Linked DNA regions of Hordeum vulgare: region 1 is linked to region 2. The links are chromatin contacts, called in public Hi-C maps. All regions are on one chromosome and are shown on one strand. The core of a region is the stretch at or near the end of the contact, and the rest is flanking DNA. Distances in the headings are between cores, read along the strand shown. Region 1 holds the start of LOC123425927 (methionine aminopeptidase 1B, chloroplastic-like). Region 2 overlaps LOC123425926 (glucan endo-1,3-beta-glucosidase 1-like).

Region 1 (2,952 bases), core at 47-2,546, 120 kb before region 2:
TCGAACACGCTACCATGGTCACCACCACCGACAAATCAGGTTGCACTATCTGTTGATGGGGCCTTCTCTTCGGTGGATGGCTCGGCGGTAGCCGGCATGATATTAAGGAGACATGATGGAAGTGTGATTTTTGCTGCGTATCGTTGCCTGTTTAATTGCAACGACACACTAGAGGCTGAGTTGCATGCACTAATGCAGGGTATGGCACTAACGGCTCAATATAGTGATGTCCCTATAATTGTCCAATCAGAGTCCTCGAAGGCATTAACATCCCTAACCGGTGACAACCTGTCCTGGTCGGCATATGGACATTTGTAGCTGAGATTAAACATCTTATGATACATTCTGAGTTTATTCCATAGAAGATTAAGCGGGAGCAAAACATGATAGCAGATGGATTGACATTGTATAGTCGGACTGATAGTGTGATTGTTGTATGGCTATATCATGGATCACCATGCATCGAGGAACTTTTGCCTCTCGGTTGTAACCCTAGTATATGGAAATAAAACTCTTTACACCGGCAAAAAAAGGGAAAAGATTTCCGTCAGTCGGATGAAAACAAGAAATATCATCTCCTTGCTCTTCCGTCACGTGGCTCTATGAACCGACGCATCGCACTCACCGTTTCCCCATCCCTCATCTCTCTCCATCTTATCTCTTTCAACAGTTTCTGCAACCCGTTCATTGTTTCAGAAATTTGTTTCTGCAAACACGGGCACTATTGCAGAAAGAGGAAGGAAAATAATTCTGTAACAAAGCGATTGTTTCTGAAACTCGACCTTTGTTTTAGGAATTAATGGGTTGAAAATTTATTTTTTGCAACAAAGCGATTGTTTCTGCAATACGTCCACTGTTGCAGAAAGAGGAATGATTTTTTTGTAACAAAGCTATTGTTTCAGAAACTCGAGCGTTGTCTCAGGAATTACCGAGTGCCCAGCCGAAGCGCGCGCAAAGAAAAATACTACAACAAAGCGATTATTTCAGAAACTCGAGCGTTGTCTAAGAAATTATCGGGTGCACAGCCGAAGTGCGTGTGAAAAAAAACTGCAACAAAGCGATTGTTTCAGAAACTCGAGTGTCGTTTCAGAAATTACTGGATGCCCGGCCGAAGCCCCACATGTGGATCGGCTGGATGAAGATAATCAAACAGCTGTGAAGGTGGTGGATCGTTGGAAATAACCCACCCGTGGTGGCGCGTTGCCCCAAAAAAACTAAGTGTTTTTTTTTCTTCTCCTGTAATTATTGGGTTAAACAAGTGTGGTATTTTTTTTCTCCTCTTCTGCTGGCGCTGGAAAAAAAAACACGCATAGCCGAAAGCCGAAACCTCCCGGTGCCGGCGGCGTCTCATCCTCAACGCACATCCCCTCTCTCTGCTGCACTCCTCTTCCCTTGTACCCGCCGGTCTCCTCTTCCTCGAACACGGCCGCCCCGGCTCCGTGTCCTCGACCACGACACCTCCACCGACGCCGTGCGAATCCCCATGGCCATGTCACCTGGAGCGTCGTGTTCCGGCGTTCCTGTACCACCCCGGCCGGCCGGAACCCACACATTCCTCCTGCCGTCGGCTCCCCCGTTCGTCTCAAAGTGCACCATCAATCGAAGAGATCCTCGGACGCCCTCTTCTTGTTTGGGTAAGGAGCCTGCTCAGCTTAATTGCTTGGGTGGTTTGTTCTACTGCCAATAGCCGTCTATTGTTCAAAACGTTTTGGGATTAACCGAGCTGAAACTACAGTAGAATTCGTAGCTGATTCTTTTTTGCTGTCTTGCTGTAGGTAAAGCAATAACGCCAAAGCGCTGCTTTGTCGTGGCTGGCGGACTTACTTGGGTTGATGGGGTTGAAGAAGAGCTGATGGAGCTACAAAAGTACGATTTCCGTTACTACTACGCTGTGCTTAAGCTTCTGTTGTCGCTTCTTTTATCATGTCGTCAGGATTTAGCAATAGCCGTAGCCATTGGTCTTGACCTTAGATTTCACACTTAGTGTGACATCTAGAGTACCTTGCTCTGGAGCTCTAAGTCAGTATACAGCTAACCTTCTGTTCTTATTTGATGACTCCGTAAACACCCTTACACATTTGAAGGACACAAGAGGAAAGCTCAGTGAAGTTAAAGAAGAGGCCGCCTTTGAGGCGTGGAAAGGTCTATCCCCAACTTCCTGTACCAGAACACATTCCAAGACCTTCTTATGTGGGTGCAAACATACCGCAAGAACTACCCGCAGTGCGCCAAATACACAACGCAGAAGGTATCACTGGGATGAGAGCTGCTTGCAAACTTGCTGCCCGTGTACTGGACTTTGCGGGAACATTGGTTAAGGTATATTCTTTTTTTCATACATAACTAGAATCCTTTTGTATCTAAATCATCTGAAGACTCTGCAGTGTACACGTCATAACAGTAATTATTCCACCGTCATTTCAGCCATCAGTTACTACAAATGAAATCGACAGGGCGGTGCATCATATGATAGTTGAGGCGGGTGCTTATCCTTCTCCACTTGGCTATGGTGGATTTCCTAAAAGTATCTGCACATCAGTAAATGAGTGTGTCTGCCATGGACTACCTGATTCAACACAGCTGCAGGTTCTGTAGGATGGAATTTGCATCTTCCTTTCTTTATTTTTGTGTCATGCCTATGTATTGTAGGATGAAAAATGTTGTTTCTACTGCAGAATGGAGACATCATAAATATTGATGTAAATGTGTTCCTAAATGTAAGTTCTCTCTCCTAAGATTATGCATATGCTTAGTTGGTATGTTTGGCATAGAGTCGGATTTTACTGACACATTCCCTAGTTTTAACACGATTCGTACCATTCTTTTCAGGGGTACCATGGCGGAACTTCCAGAACATTTGTATGCGGAGAAGCGGATGAATCTATCAAGCATTTCCTAAAGGTAAGCTATTATTGCTTTGTTAGGTATTTCATCCACAATACATAGCCATTC
Region 2 (2,895 bases), core at 21-2,520:
GGTCATGCATAATATGATCGTAAAAGACGAGCGTCCGGAACGTCTGAACGATCAAGAGTTTCAGTTTCAGGGTGAGAATGTTGTGCCTGAGCATGGAGGAGCGGCAACGTTTGAATAGTTCAACCAATTTCATCAAGACATGCGTGATTGGGAAACTCACATGCAACTGTAAAATGATTTGGTTCAGCATATGTGGGCTCATGTTGGCAACCAATAGATTTATCTTCTTTTATTCGTTTGCAAAACTATGTGCGAACTATGTGAGACATTTTTTATTTTTATTCAGCTTGTAATAACTATGCTATTATCGGTCCAAATTATGTTATTTCATTTAAACTATAAAAATCATGCAAAATAGGGCGGCCAGCCGGCCACGCCGGCACATACGCGCTGCCGACCCATATCTAAAACAAAACGGACGCCGGGCGGACGGCCGACCCAAACGGACAAAAAACGGACGAAATCGCTGTATGTTTGGATCGGTCTGTTGGAGTTGCTCTAATGCAATTAGCCAGTGCAAGTGTTATTCTTCCGGCTTCATTTTTCATTCATATAGGAGCGACGCCATTGTGGCGCCCCAAAAGTAGATGGCACTCATGGAAGACCATTCCGGAAAGTTGTTCGGTTTGTCTTATCATTGGAGATTGGAGATCACTTTGCAAATAGCATTTCCATGGCAAAGAAAGTTGCAGTTGGTGTTTATTCCATTGATGTGGTTAGGTGAAGGGTTGCTTTTCCTTCTAGTTCTAGGTAGGGGTGTGACTAGTGCAGCAACCAAGTGTGCTCTCTGGTAGGAATTGTTACTTCGTGTCAAGTCAAGGAAGGTATGACTTAGGTCCTCCGGTCGGGGCCTGATTAAGCCTATATTGCCCAGCTTTTATCAGAGTTCGGAAAATCGCAAGCCAACCTCTGAGGCTTGATGGAGTATGACCGCTCGAGAGGATTGTTCAGATATAACCTTTCCAATTCTGAGCTTTTAGATGCCAACTCATTAGTGCTACCAAAAGGTTGGTTCAGAACAAACTAGATCATTCATTTTGCAGCATCACTTCTGAAGCTTGGCAATGCACGATTCTGCTAACTCATCCGTCGTCCAGGTCCCAGCTTTCACAGACTTATTTAATATGACACGAGTCCATGGCCACTTAAGCGAAGCTGAGCTGGTTCTGGCTGTAGATTGTTTGATAGTACTCTGCCAAGTCTGCGAGAGTGTCTTGATCTGACTGGGGGCACGAGCACCCTCAGCCACAGCGCCATTTCACAAAGAGAAAATGGGCGCCACAAGGGTGCAAAAAAGAATCCCCTTTCTCGCATGTGAGTAGGAGCAACGATATGTTCACATCACATGCCAAGGCCAGGCTACTGCATTTGCACCTCTTCAGTCTTCACTCCCATCACTTTCCTCAGCTTTATCATCTCATTCTTCTTACCAGGCTTATTTCTATGCAAACAAAAAAAAAACATTTCCTGACTCTGTTACCTCTGAAATTATTTTAAATTTGATTTTTTTCAGAAAAGGAATTTTTAATTTGATAATAGGGCCTTAGAATGTCATCTGAACTCAGTGGGTGAAATGATTGCTGTTTTACTTGTTCTCCTTTCATTAAAATATAATAATCATCACGGTTTTGCATGCATCTTCGTGCTTGTTTTTCGTGGTGTCAAATATGGCTGCATTGAATCGTCCTCCTGTTCAATGACTTGCATACTTGAGAATGTAATGTCTCAGAACTGTTTCAGGTAAAGATTGCTACTCCTAAAAAAAAGTACGAGAAAAGTAGGGTAATTGTAATGTATAGGTCTCGCATACATTATGGCATGTGGCATGCTTCAAAAGCTAAAGCTGAGATCTGAGATCTTTCTTGTTACATATGATTACGTACGTGTAGATATTCCTGCATTGGTACGCACTGCATTTTCATGTGCAACCTACTTGGCTGGAGGTTTCAGCATTGTTGGGTAGCAACGGGAATCTTTGGAGTTCTGCCTTTTCGCGGGGGGGGGGGGGGGGGGGGGGGATATCATACCTTGCCATATTTGATACAGTATTACACCTACACAAAGTCTCGTCATCATCAACCTTCTTGTTTCATGACATGCAAGTACTAAATTGACCCTCTATGTAGATGTGTCCGTTTAACTGCTTTCGTGTCCTATGATCAACAGATGAACTGTGGTCAATAACATTTTCGTTACCACGATGCCTTGTTTAACATGGTTCACCGGTATTGACACAGAGGCCCTGCTTAGGAACTGAGGCACTCTTACCATCTTACAAGAACTTTTATCGAGTTAATGTAGAGAAACTGAAGTATCGAACTCACCCCCGCAAACAAAAAAAGTACTGAACTCACACTAGTTGCAACCAAGTAGGAACCTCTTCGGACAGTGGTCATTGTCCTGAACAAAAGCAAATTTGATAATGATTCTTCGCTATGAAATGTACTACTCCATCCGATCCGAATTAATAGCAGCATCAATTAATTTGGATCGGAGGGAGTAGTAATATTATGTTAGAGAAAAACTAAGGGAAAATATGAAGTTCATGCTGGGATTTTTTGGATCTGGATGCCATCTAGGCAGACCTTTCGAAATTCATAATAGGGTTCAAGAGTCAAAGACAAAGTGTGTACATGCAAGTGGCCCACTGGAGTGTATGTGGGGAGCATGTATTGTTTGTCTGGTATGGGAATAGTATTATTATGGACAGTTGCGTATGGCGTTCTCCCATTCTTCTTCCCCGGTTGATTTTTCTATACACAGCCATGTTACAAAGTGCTGATACATATTAACAGTTCACTGGGGTCTCAACATTTAGTATTTCTGTATCCTATCTACTTATCTTTTTAATAAGTGTCAATTAGTCATTGATTGGTACGAGAAGTACCGAACGAA

The links. Hi-C and Micro-C count contacts between places; a contact is called where the count stands out from the background.
Region 1: a Hi-C map of leaf shows a contact between it and region 2, with 2.9 times the contacts expected there. The contact joins the promoter of LOC123425927 here to the enhancer-like site in region 2. A contact is called at or near these places in 3 of 6 Hi-C or Micro-C datasets (leaf and seedling).

Annotation. Positions count from the first base shown.
Region 1 is chr2H:222,267,177-222,270,128 of MorexV3_pseudomolecules_assembly, reverse strand. LOC123425927 (methionine aminopeptidase 1B, chloroplastic-like) reads left to right here and starts at 1,296. Exons shown (of 11, transcript XR_006621953.1): 1 at 1,296-1,634; 2 at 1,776-1,866; 3 at 2,085-2,319; 4 at 2,425-2,586; 5 at 2,676-2,717; 6 at 2,830-2,901.
Region 2 is chr2H:222,148,491-222,151,385 of MorexV3_pseudomolecules_assembly, reverse strand. All of the region lies in intron 2 of LOC123425926 (glucan endo-1,3-beta-glucosidase 1-like), which reads left to right. Among protein-coding and RNA genes, the nearest start is that of LOC123425926, 5.3 kb to the left of the region's middle. Within about 2 kb of position 1,270, at least 3 of the 3 cell types and tissues checked have open chromatin away from gene starts, as enhancers often do. A contact at or near this core is called in leaf and seedling, where this site is marked.